Regions from separate parts of the Mus musculus genome. Here region 1 is linked to region 2. A link is a contact called in public promoter capture Hi-C data. All regions are on one chromosome and are shown on one strand. Each heading gives the region's core, a stretch centred on a gene start, on an enhancer-like site or on the middle of the called end of the contact. The rest is flanking DNA. Distances are from core to core; before and after follow the strand shown. Region 1 overlaps Plscr4 (phospholipid scramblase 4). Region 2 holds the start of Plscr2 (phospholipid scramblase 2).

Region 1 (5,641 bases), core at 3,048-5,547, 210 kb after region 2:
AATAAAATAAAATAAAACGAAGCAATGGGAATCAAGCCAGTAAACAGCCCTCCTCTATGGCCTCTACTTCAGTTCCTGCCTTGAGTTCTGCCCTGACTGCCCCTTCATGGCAGACTGTGAGATGAAATAAACCCTTTCCTCCCTAAGTTGCTAGAAAAAAATGTTCATACCAAATGTGTACATGAAATGTGTATGTGAATGATGACAGCAGTGTTGTTATGATTACAAGTGAAGCCAACCCAAGTGTCCATGAGATAATTAACACAAATAATCCTATATATTCCACATTGCAGAATGCTAATCAACCATAAAAAGAGTGAAGTATTGCAAATGCAATGCATGTGCTATAACATGAATAAAATTTGAAGACATACAGATGGAGAGAAACCTGATCTGCAGTTTACACACTGTACACTACCATCTACAGGGCATGCCCACCCTAGGCAGACCACAGAGCATGGTTTCCAGAGACAAGAGAAGAAGAAATAAGAGTGGCTGTTAATGGATGATAAATCATCTGTATTTAGTCAATGGGGATGATTGCTCGGCTTTGCTGGCAGAAAAAGCAGCAGCAACAGCAGCAGCAGCAGCAAAGCCCACTGAGTTATACATTTAGAGGAGGAAAGAAATTGAGATACTTCGTTATTTTTACTTGGACATTGTGTTTGATAAATGGAAACTGGGCTAGGAATCTCTGTTTTGAGAACTCCAGGCTATTTTTGAAACACTTACTATACTTTGTGGCACAATTAAAGAAACAACCCCAAAATGTTTGTCTTACACATTTGAAAGTATTACGTTTAAACAACCAAGTTTTGAAATTTAGTTCCGTTGTTTTTGTTTTTCTGTACTCCGGTCCTCTGTAGCAAACATGACCTAAGCAGCCCTGGTGGAGGACAACGTTGTACATTAGTTATTTTGTAGCATTTTATTATTCTCAATACTCCTCTTTAAAAACCATTGGCAAGTGCTGTTCCTGGGAGCTTGAATGATTTATAATGACAGAGACAGAGTTCATCAGATGTTGGATTGTGGTGGGGTGTGGAGCATGGGTCATAAATATGGATAAGTACTTTGGACTGAGCATCTTATAACCCTACCCCATGTTCACCAGCTGGGACCTATAAGAAAGGCTGGGGAGGTAGTATCTTTTCTTTGAGGTTTGCCGAGGTCATGAGAGTGAAACTGTTGGGGTGGACTTAGTGGTTTTTTTGAGAGATGACATGAGATTGATGACCTGGTTATCCATGAAGGGTGGCCACAAAGAGGGTGAGTGAGCACAGTCTAGATATGCAGCTGATCTTGGGGTTCCCAGCTTAAAGCCAGGGAAGGGAATAGTTGTTGAAACCACTCCACTTGTAGTAGTCTGATGAAGAAACAAAATGTAAGAAACTGATCCTGAGAGAAACTGCCTGAAGACCAGATGAAAGGACAAAGAGAACCGACTGAGCAGCCAACCCAGCAGAGATGGCTATGGGCCCCTTTGCAATAAGCTGCAAAATGACAGTAATAGTTGCATGTTAGACCTCGTGCTAATTGCATTAAAACCAATGGAATGCATTTATGATTCCCAAAGGAAAAGCCTCACACGGTGAGAGGCTGTCTTGTTTCTCAGTGTGTCGAACTGTATTTCTATATCTGTGAAATGGGCACTCTGACATCATAAGTTTTCAGAGTATCAGGTGAACTAATATGCCAACAGCTCCCTTAGTACCTGGTAGATATTTGGGTACACAGTCAGAGATCAGCAGGTCTACTTTCTTTAAAAACATGTTGCATGGTTATTTCCTCGTGTAAAAATTATATAACTTCTAATACACTAAACTGATATTTTCATCTGCTTGAGAACACAGGCCCTGCTGGACCAGTTGCCTCTCCTTCTGCAGGCTTGCCTATGGGATACTACATTCCCCAGCAGCCCGGTGCCATCCCCTTGTACCATCCCACTGGTGGCACCCATCCAATCCAGTACCAACCTGGCAAATATCCTGTGACGAATCAGCCTGCTCCCATAATGTGGATGGCAGGGCCAGCTCCTGTGCCCAACTGCCCTCCTGGTTTGGAATACTTAGCTCAGGTACTCTAATAGATCCAAAATATTTTCTATGAAGTATGACCATGGGGTTTAAGGACAGGGAGCAAGACGTTGGCTAGAGCAAACAGGGAGATAAGTCACTGACAGTAGAGGCAGGCGATGCAGGCGATGGTGGATTTGCAGGTAGACAGTGCATACAAGAATGCGTTCATAGGACACATTCATTCCTCTTGAAGCAACACAAATAACTGTAAAATTATTCAATATGGCTTTCTGAAAAAAATTAGAAAACTAAGAATGAGAGTCACTAACCTGATGCCATGCCACTTACTTACGAGCTAGAGAACGTATCCAAGGAGCTAAAGAGATCTGCAACCCTGTAGGTGGAACAACATTATGAACTAACCAGTACCCTGTAGCTCTTGTCTTTAGCTGCATATGTATCAAAAGATGGCCTAGTCGGCCATCACTGCAAAGAGAGACCCATTGGACACGCAAACTTTATATGCCCAAGTACAGGGGAATGCCAGGGCCAAAAAATGGGAATGGGTGGGTAGGGAAGTGGGGGTGGGGGAGAGTATGGGGGACTTTTGGGATAGCATTCTAAATGTAATTGAGGAAAATACGTAATAATAAAAAATATTTTAAAAAAAAAAGAAAAGAAAAACAGCTGGGCAATGGTGGCGCACGCCCTCAATCCCAGCACTTAGGAGGCAGAAACTGGCAAGTTTCTGAATTCGAGTCCAGCCTGGTCTACAGAGTGAGTTCCAGGACAATCAGGGATATACAGAGAAACCATGTCTCGAAAAAAGGAGAAAAAAGAAAAAGAAAAAATGAAAAACAAAATAAGAAGAGAAAACTAGACAAAGAGAGAGGATCATAGAATGTTCAGTCCATGGCTCCCTCTCAACATCTCAGACTCTCTTTAACACCCCTGAACCCCAAGCACATAATTCTGTCTTTCTGTCTTCTAATTGCTTTTGTTCTGTCCCCACAGTTGGACAACATACACGTTCTTCAGCATGTTGAGCCTCTGGAACGTATGTATAACTTTGTCCTGATTCACATTGTGTTTTGATTAGAGGTATTTTAATCAGATGGAAATTTGTATTACTTCATACCTAGTCCCTCATTTTATGTTGATGGCCTTTTCTAGTGATTCAGAGAGAGAAGACTATTCTCTGTTACTTTATATTCATAAAAGCAGTAGAGTGAATTATTATATAGAGTCTTATCTATTGCTATTCCATGCACTGATGATCTTTCATCTATGGACCCCTGGAAAGACGATCATAGTCAGGTGGCTTGGTTCTCAGCTCCCTGCAGGTCCCTTGTGCTCAAGGTAGGAGCTGGCTTTGGTCATTCTGAATTTATTTTCGTATTCACAAGTACCATGTCTCCAGTCATTTTGTCCATTTCATGAGCTGATTAAATCATAGTCTGATGTGTGATTCGTTAAACTGGTTTTATTATTAACATTTTCTGGATTCCAATATTTCAGGAACATTGTATTATCTATTACTTTTATGTGGGAAAACTGTGAAAATAATTTCATAAACCTAGCAAATGTTTGACATTTTGAGAATGCTTAATGGCTCACATGGTTGTATTTCACCTTTTCACCTGAAATTTTTAAAAATCTTTTTGGCTTTCAGCTCCAATCATACTACTATCACCACTACTACCACAAGTACTACAACTACTACTTCTCCTCCTCCTCTGTCTCCTTCGTCGTCTTTGTCGTCGTCTTCATTGTCGTCTTCATCGTTTTCATTGTCCTCCTTCTCTTCATCCTTCTTCTCCTTCCTTTATCTTCTTTCATTAAATAACGAAGGCTGTCTGAAGCCTGTCTCAGCTGGTTCTAACTTAAGATCCTTTTCTCATTCTAACTTTTAGTGATGACACGTTTTGAAACTAATAATAGATATGACATCAAGAACAACATAGACCAGATGGTCTATATCGTAACTGAAGACACAGATGACTTTACCAGGAATGCCTATCGGAACCTACGACCCTTTGTGCTCCGGGTCACTGACTGCCTGGGCCGAGAGATCATGACCATGCAGAGGCCTTTCCGATGCACCTGCTGTTGCTTCTGCTGCCCCTGTGCAAGACAAGAGGTCAGAGACCAGGGGTGGGATTCAGAGTTGCTTCCTGATCTGCCCTTGACACAATGGTTGGTCTTCTTCCTAAACATGAAGGAAAGCTTTCTAGCCCTACTGCTCAGAATGAAACTGAAACTAGGGGAGAGGAAGGAAGCTTAATTATATCACAAGACAGACCTTAACAGTTTTCCTCTCCTTATGTGCTAGATAGGTGGCAGGGCTGGGGTGGGAGCATCAAGTACAACTTGAGGCTGCTTTGGCAGTAGTTACTTTCTGATGAATTAGGTACTTATAGGGAAGGACAGTAATCATATGTTATACAATGGTATCAACATATTCCACAGATGACAAATGGGGAAGGACTTTTGATTGCAGGAGCCAATCACAGCCTACAGTTTTCTGCAAAAAAAAAAAAAAAAAAAAAAAAAAAAAAAAAGTCTTAAAAGTAGATGTAATGCCATCCAGAAGTACCCTGAAGATGGTAGAGTTAGACATACAGTGTGCATGCGCTGTGTTGTGGTTTGGTCTTTCTCGTGTGCCATAACGCAGGTCCAGAAAAAAGAATTGTTGCAGAAAACAAGCAAGCAATCAAGAAAAAAACAATAACAAACTTGTACATGTGTCCCAGTCTCTGTGAGGCCATGTGTCCTGAAGATGCTGTTCCCTTAGAGTCATTTATCACTCTTGGTTCTTAGAACATTTCTACCTCCTCTTCTGCATAGATCCTAAGACCTGAGATTGTAGGTGTAGATGGAGACATTCCATTTAGAGCTGAATGAACCCACATCCTTATCTCTGTATATTGGCCACTTGTGGGTCTCTGTGTTATTTCCCATCTGCTTCAAGAAGCTTTTCTGATGAGGGTCAAGTGAAGCGATGGGTATAGCAATAGGTCACTGAGAGTCATTTTATTGCTATGTTCTGTTAGCTCAGTAATAGTAGATTTTCTTCTATAAGCATGACCCGGGTTCTTGGCCACTTGAAATGGATCATGAAATATAATCACTGGTCATGAAGTATGATCTTCTTAATGAGTTCTTGAATTCAGTTTCCAGTATTTTCCTGAGAGGTTTCTGCCTAGTGTTCTGTGGGTTTCTTTTATGTTCTGCCATTATATGGTTTTGATACCAAGGGAACACACTACCTTTGCTCAGTTAATCTTGTTGGTTATTACTGTTCTGATTAAGTTATTTATATCTTCTTGATTTAATTTTTGCAGATGATATGCATTAAGCTGTTCGGAAAGTTTTCATAGCATTGCCTAAAGGTACTTTTGGATTACATTGGACTTTGTTTTAATTCCTCTCCCTTGTCTGTAATTTTGTTAAATTTTGCCCTCTTTTTATTTTGGCTCATGTGGCTAGGGATCTTTCAATCTTGTTCATCTTTTCAAAAATAAAGTATTTTAGTTGAGCTTGTGTATCTTTTTAAGTTATCAGTTTTCTGCCCTAATCTTTATAATTACTTACCATCTACCTCATTTTGACTGGGCTTGCTG
Region 2 (5,074 bases), core at 144-2,643:
CAACTGTTATATAAACATGGCCTGATCTGATCTGGTGAACTTGTCCAGAGAATCCATCAGCAGGGGTGAGGGGATGAGAGGCTAAGGAGAGGAGAAACCCTCTTTGAGGCCCTTGGTTTAGGCTGACTGGTTTTCACCTCTGATCAAGGGTGAGGAAGAAGCCTTTCATTATGTAGTCATGGCTCCCCCGCTCCCCCCCCCCCTTTGTCTGCCTATCAGGAGCTCTACTAGTCCCTCTCTAGAATTTTTATCTGTTGAGGAGTTTTTAAAAATTCTGTAGTCATTTTGTGGGGAGCAGTGAAGGGAGGCAGGAGAAACAGTCCAGCTTTGTGTGAAAGAAAAGCGAACTCAGGAAGTGAGGTGTCTGATGATTAACAAGTACACTTAAAGTTTAGACTTTACTGTGGTTGAGAGGTCACGAAAGCACTGAAAAGGGAGAGTCCAGAGTGCACCACACAGACAGGCTGAGCTGGGCCATGTGAGGAGAGGGGAGGGGAAGAGGAAGGCAGTAGAAGGGAGATAAGAGATGGTCTGCCAACTAAGGAGGGGATAGCCGGGGACAAGAGACTGGCCAAGAGGGTAAAGGATAGACCAAAAAACAAAACAAAACAACAACAACAAACCAAACAAACAAGGAAAACACCTAAAAAACAACAACCACAAACCAAACAAAAAGCAAGGCAAACCAAAAAAACATCCAGGTAACTTACATGATTGGATTTTATAGGGAAGAGCAGCCCAGCCTGTTGGCTGGAGGAGAATTTAGGGTACCAAACCAAATATGGCAGTCAGGCCCTGAAACGGGTAGGGAGTGAGGGATGCAGGGAGAACCAGGTAGCCAGCATTCAATTTCATATGTTAATGGAACTCAGCCCTTTGTCTCTGGTTTGAGACCTACTAAAGAGACTATTTCCAGCTTTTGTACTCAAGCTTGCATACTCTTCTCAATGACTAGAACATCTACAAGACATATATGTTAAAATTAGACTCTGCCTCCAGGTAGACAAAACACAAGCAGTCTTGTGGGTTTGGCTTGATATGACTAGCTGTTGCATCTGGAGAGCACTCTGGGTTGCCGTTCTGGTGCCATGAATATCGAGTGGCAGTATTTAATAAAGCCTCTTATTAAAACTTACCTGTGGTGGTGGTGAATCTCGGAGTGACCCCAGACCCATAACAGTCATAGGGAGACTCCGTCTCAAAGAGGCTCATTCACCTGAATGTGAACAACTGTCCCAAGATTGTGACAAAAATATAATAAGGAAAAATAATATTGGTGGTCCTACCGGCTCCTGCTGGTACTCAGTAGAAGAAGTTAGGCATTTGAGAACTATCGGGATATGCACTCTGACTCTCCTAACACAAAACAAAACAAAACAAAACAAGAAGGAAGGGAAAGCATTCCTGAGTCTCCTTTTGAATCAGTGCCAGCATTTGAAGAATGCAGTGGAGGTCAGAGTAAAGGGAATGCCAGTAAGTGTTCCTTTGGCGTTCCAGAACTGTGCACAGACCAGATATTCATTTCTACTGAGAGCCTCTGCCAGGAGCAGCTAACAATTCTCAAAGGACTTAGAACTCAGACAGGGTTTCAATTTGGTTGCGTATCTTTCCAGTCAGGAAAAGGAAATCTAAAGACTCAGGAAACAAAACCTAAACTGCCTCAAAGTCCAGGTGCTTTTTCTCCCTGACTTTAGTCTAGTGGAGTAGTGCAGCACCTATGCCTTTCTGAGAGGAGTCTGGAGAGCTGAGTCGCTGCTGGTGCTAGGATTCTAGGAATTCGCCTCACTTGGAGCTGCATGAGAAAGGTAAGCCAGATGCCCTCTAAAGAGATCCATGACCTTCACCGGACCCAGAACTTTTATAAGCCCTGCGAAGAGAAATCTGAGGGTGGAGATTTAAGCTGGAAGTTAGGAAAGGTGACCAAGAAGGTGACTGGGAAGGGGAGGTGGGCACACGGGCAAGGGAAGTACCTCTGCCTGGAGAGGTAAAATGTAGTTCAGTCAGGTTTGTCTGTGGGCAGGTAGGAGTTTCGGGTTATTTTCCTGTATCTTGTAACAAGCAGCCAGCCAGTTATTCACTTGTCCAGTGGATATTGCCTTTATGTGTTCTATTTCTTTCCATTTCAAGCCTCTTGGTTGTAAACAAAATTTCCTGTTTTATTAGGAGAAGGCTCTTAACTTATTGGAGGTCAGAGGCACCTCTTGTACTTTTGTAAAACAAACAAACAACCCCGTTAATTTTAGACACAAAGAGGCCGAAAGTACAGCGACTCCTCATGACTGAGTAATCAGACTTTGACAGCTGGCAGTTGGAACCAGTACCTGGGAGGTCTCACACATACGTTCAAGAGTAACTTGGCCCAGATAGCTCACCTCCAAGGGCCACTCTCAAAAGACAGTTATAGCTATAAACCATATTATTTAACAAGCAAGTGGAGTACCCGCATATCTATAGACAAAGCAGGAGCGTTAAGGCCAGTAATTGTTCTTATCGGTTTTAGTTAGACACACATTCCCTTTTAAGAGGGTGTTTTGAGAGTCTGCTTGCCTCTTTCTTGCAGCATATTTTATTAACCTTTTACGAATATCATTTCTGGTCTAGTGACTGCTATTACCTTATGCCTCTGCTTGTTATCCCCCTGGCCAGAGTCTATACCATTTGTACAGGGTGCTTTAAGCCAGGAGCTATGCCACTTATGATACCAAATGAGAAGATAATGGAGTTGCATATGCCATAAATAATACCTGGGAAGTAGTAGATGGCTCTTTTCTACTTATTTTTCTCCTACCTAGCATCCCATACCACATCCTGTCTGAAAAGATCACATGAGGCCCCAGTTCAACTTAATAATACCATTTCACAGTTAAGTGCAATCCTTAATCAAGGCCATCGAGGAGGGGGATTAGAGAAACATATCACAAAGCCTGCTAGCTATTGAAGGATAAGTATTAATTGGAACCCAAACTAGGCTTGGCATTTTATAGTACCAAGAGCTCAGAAAAGACAGAGCAGACTGTGTGTGCCCACACTGCCCACTCAGGCTGCCTGAGTGTGACCCTCTCTCAACTCCTTCACATCCGCAGACTCTGGACCAGTCTCCATGTATACTGTTTCAGCTACTCTTACAAATTACGCAACAAATTCTATTACGAATACAAGTTAAAGTCTAGTACAAGACCTAATAGGTTAAATTGATTTTACATCAATTAGTATAGGTTGTTAGAGTAGCTGCTGCTACCATAAAGGACTAGGTGACAGTTGGCTTTTATTATGTCAAATATTTAAATACTTAAATAAGAAATGTTTGTATAAATATGTGTGTGCATGCCCATTCTCTACAATTTATGATTAATATCACTCAGCTTGAATGTCTGGGTGTTAATTAAAATAAACAGTTTTTATTATTTATTTATTTATATTTAATTATTTAATGTTTGTTTATTATTCTAAATTTTGTTTTATTAAACACTTAAAATTGTTTCTTACCTTAGGAGAATTAACATGGCCAGGAGAACAGATCCAATTAAAAGGCTGTTCTGTCCTTCATAAGAAAGATGCCTTGATTGAAGTTGCTAAGAATCTCCCTAAAACTTGATGGATGTAGTTTGTTTTGTGTGTGTGTGTCTTCTGGTGAACTGAGCAAATAAGCACAAAGGATTTTAATCATTTTAGTTCGTGTGACTAGGGAGCTAAATGTTATCAATAGTTACTTTTACCTCATCGGTTTAGTATCTGTTATGTGGAGGAAAGCAGATGATCTGGAACAGTGAGGAAGGAAGCACAGGCTTGTCCAGGGAGGGTTCGCAGGGATAATGAAGTGACCAAATAAAGGCACTCGGCTCTTTTCTGCAGCCCTTTGTCAATAGGTGCTCCTCCTGACTCTCTTATGTTAAGACTCATAGTAAAGTAACAGGGTAGGAAGAAGGGAGCAGGAACGTGCATCAGTGAACATATTTTAGAATCTGTTCTGTGTAAAGAGTGGGCGGTTGCCACTTGGAAATGTAACCCTCATTTATTCCCATTAGGTGCATATAGGGCAGAGACCACCAACGACTTAAGATCCACCTGACACACAGCATTTCTTTTTTACATATTTCCAACTTCCCAGCATGCTCTTGGGTCCTAATTTGCATTAGATTTCTCAGTTAGTCAAGCCAAAAGATGAGATCTTCTTAAAACTAGACAAGAAATATTACCGTACATATGTATAGATCTACAGTACAAACGTTATAATCTTAATTCAACTGTTAACTCAACTGAAAATAAAAAATTAAAATTTGAAAATTTTAATATAAAATAAGGAAAACTTGCCTATATTCCTTATAGAAGTCATTGATGATTTGCCATTAGGTGTACTTTTCTGACAAAGAGGCAAAGTGAAAATAATGGTCAGTCATCTTTGAATTGTTGTTAACATTTGTTGGAAGTTTTCAGAACCTTCATTAGCCAAGCAGTATCAATGAAGAATGATGTCTTATTAAAAATTGGGGAAGATTAAAACTTTACACACAGGTTAAATATGTCGCATGTCACGATCAAAAGGGTTCCTACCCATTTCTACCTCTGGTTCACTGGACTCTTCACCCAAAGGCTTTTAGAAAATTGCTAACCATCATGGGCCAGCCACCAATTTCAGGTCTTTCTGAAAACTCCATATGGCACGAGAGTCAAAGCCAGAGGTTTAACTGGATAGATAATGCTAAATCAGATAACTGAAGAACACTAGCCTACTGGTCTAGGGAACTCCAAGGCATCTTGTTTGAGCCAATCAGTGAAAATGGGTTGTATTCACAGAAGGTCTTCTCTTCTCCATCATGGACAGACACTGTAAATCCTTTCGTTTTTCTCCCTATTAAGTTAATTTTGTTTACCTATTCTCTTCTGAAATGTTTGGCTTTGTTTTGTAGTTTTGGTTTTGGTTTTAGTTTTGGTTTTCATTTTTGAGTTTTTGACCAGTGTTTCTTTCTGTAACCCTGCCTGTTCTGGAATTTACTCTGTAGACACGGCTAGAATCCAATTCTAAGATTCCCCTGCCTCTGCCTCTCAAGTGCTGGCATTCAGCCATGCATTTTTG

The links. Promoter capture Hi-C pulls out the DNA fragments that hold promoters and counts their contacts.
Region 1: a contact with region 2 is called in a promoter capture Hi-C map of the HPC-7 cell line. The contact joins the enhancer-like site here to the promoter of Plscr2 in region 2. A contact is called at or near these places in 8 of 39 promoter capture datasets (3T3-L1-derived adipocytes, the C10 cell line, the HPC-7 cell line and 4 more), 2 of 484 Hi-C or Micro-C datasets (the C2C12 cell line and the G1E-ER4 cell line) and 4 of 9 other capture datasets (adipose tissue, liver, macrophages and 1 more).

What each region holds. Positions count from the first base shown.
Region 1 is chr9:92,480,789-92,486,429 of GRCm38.p6, forward strand. It overlaps Plscr4 (phospholipid scramblase 4), which reads left to right. Exons shown (of 9, transcript NM_178711.3): 4 at 1,854-2,077; 5 at 3,033-3,075; 6 at 3,932-4,158. Among named protein-coding and RNA genes, the nearest start is that of Plscr4, 26 kb to the left of the region's middle. Within about 2 kb of position 4,298, at least 11 of the 459 cell types and tissues checked have an H3K27ac peak or open chromatin away from gene starts, as enhancers often do. A contact at or near this core is called in the HPC-7 cell line, where this site is marked.
Region 2 is chr9:92,274,209-92,279,282 of GRCm38.p6, forward strand. Plscr2 (phospholipid scramblase 2) reads left to right here and starts at 1,394. Exons shown (of 8, transcript NM_008880.3): 1 at 1,394-1,805.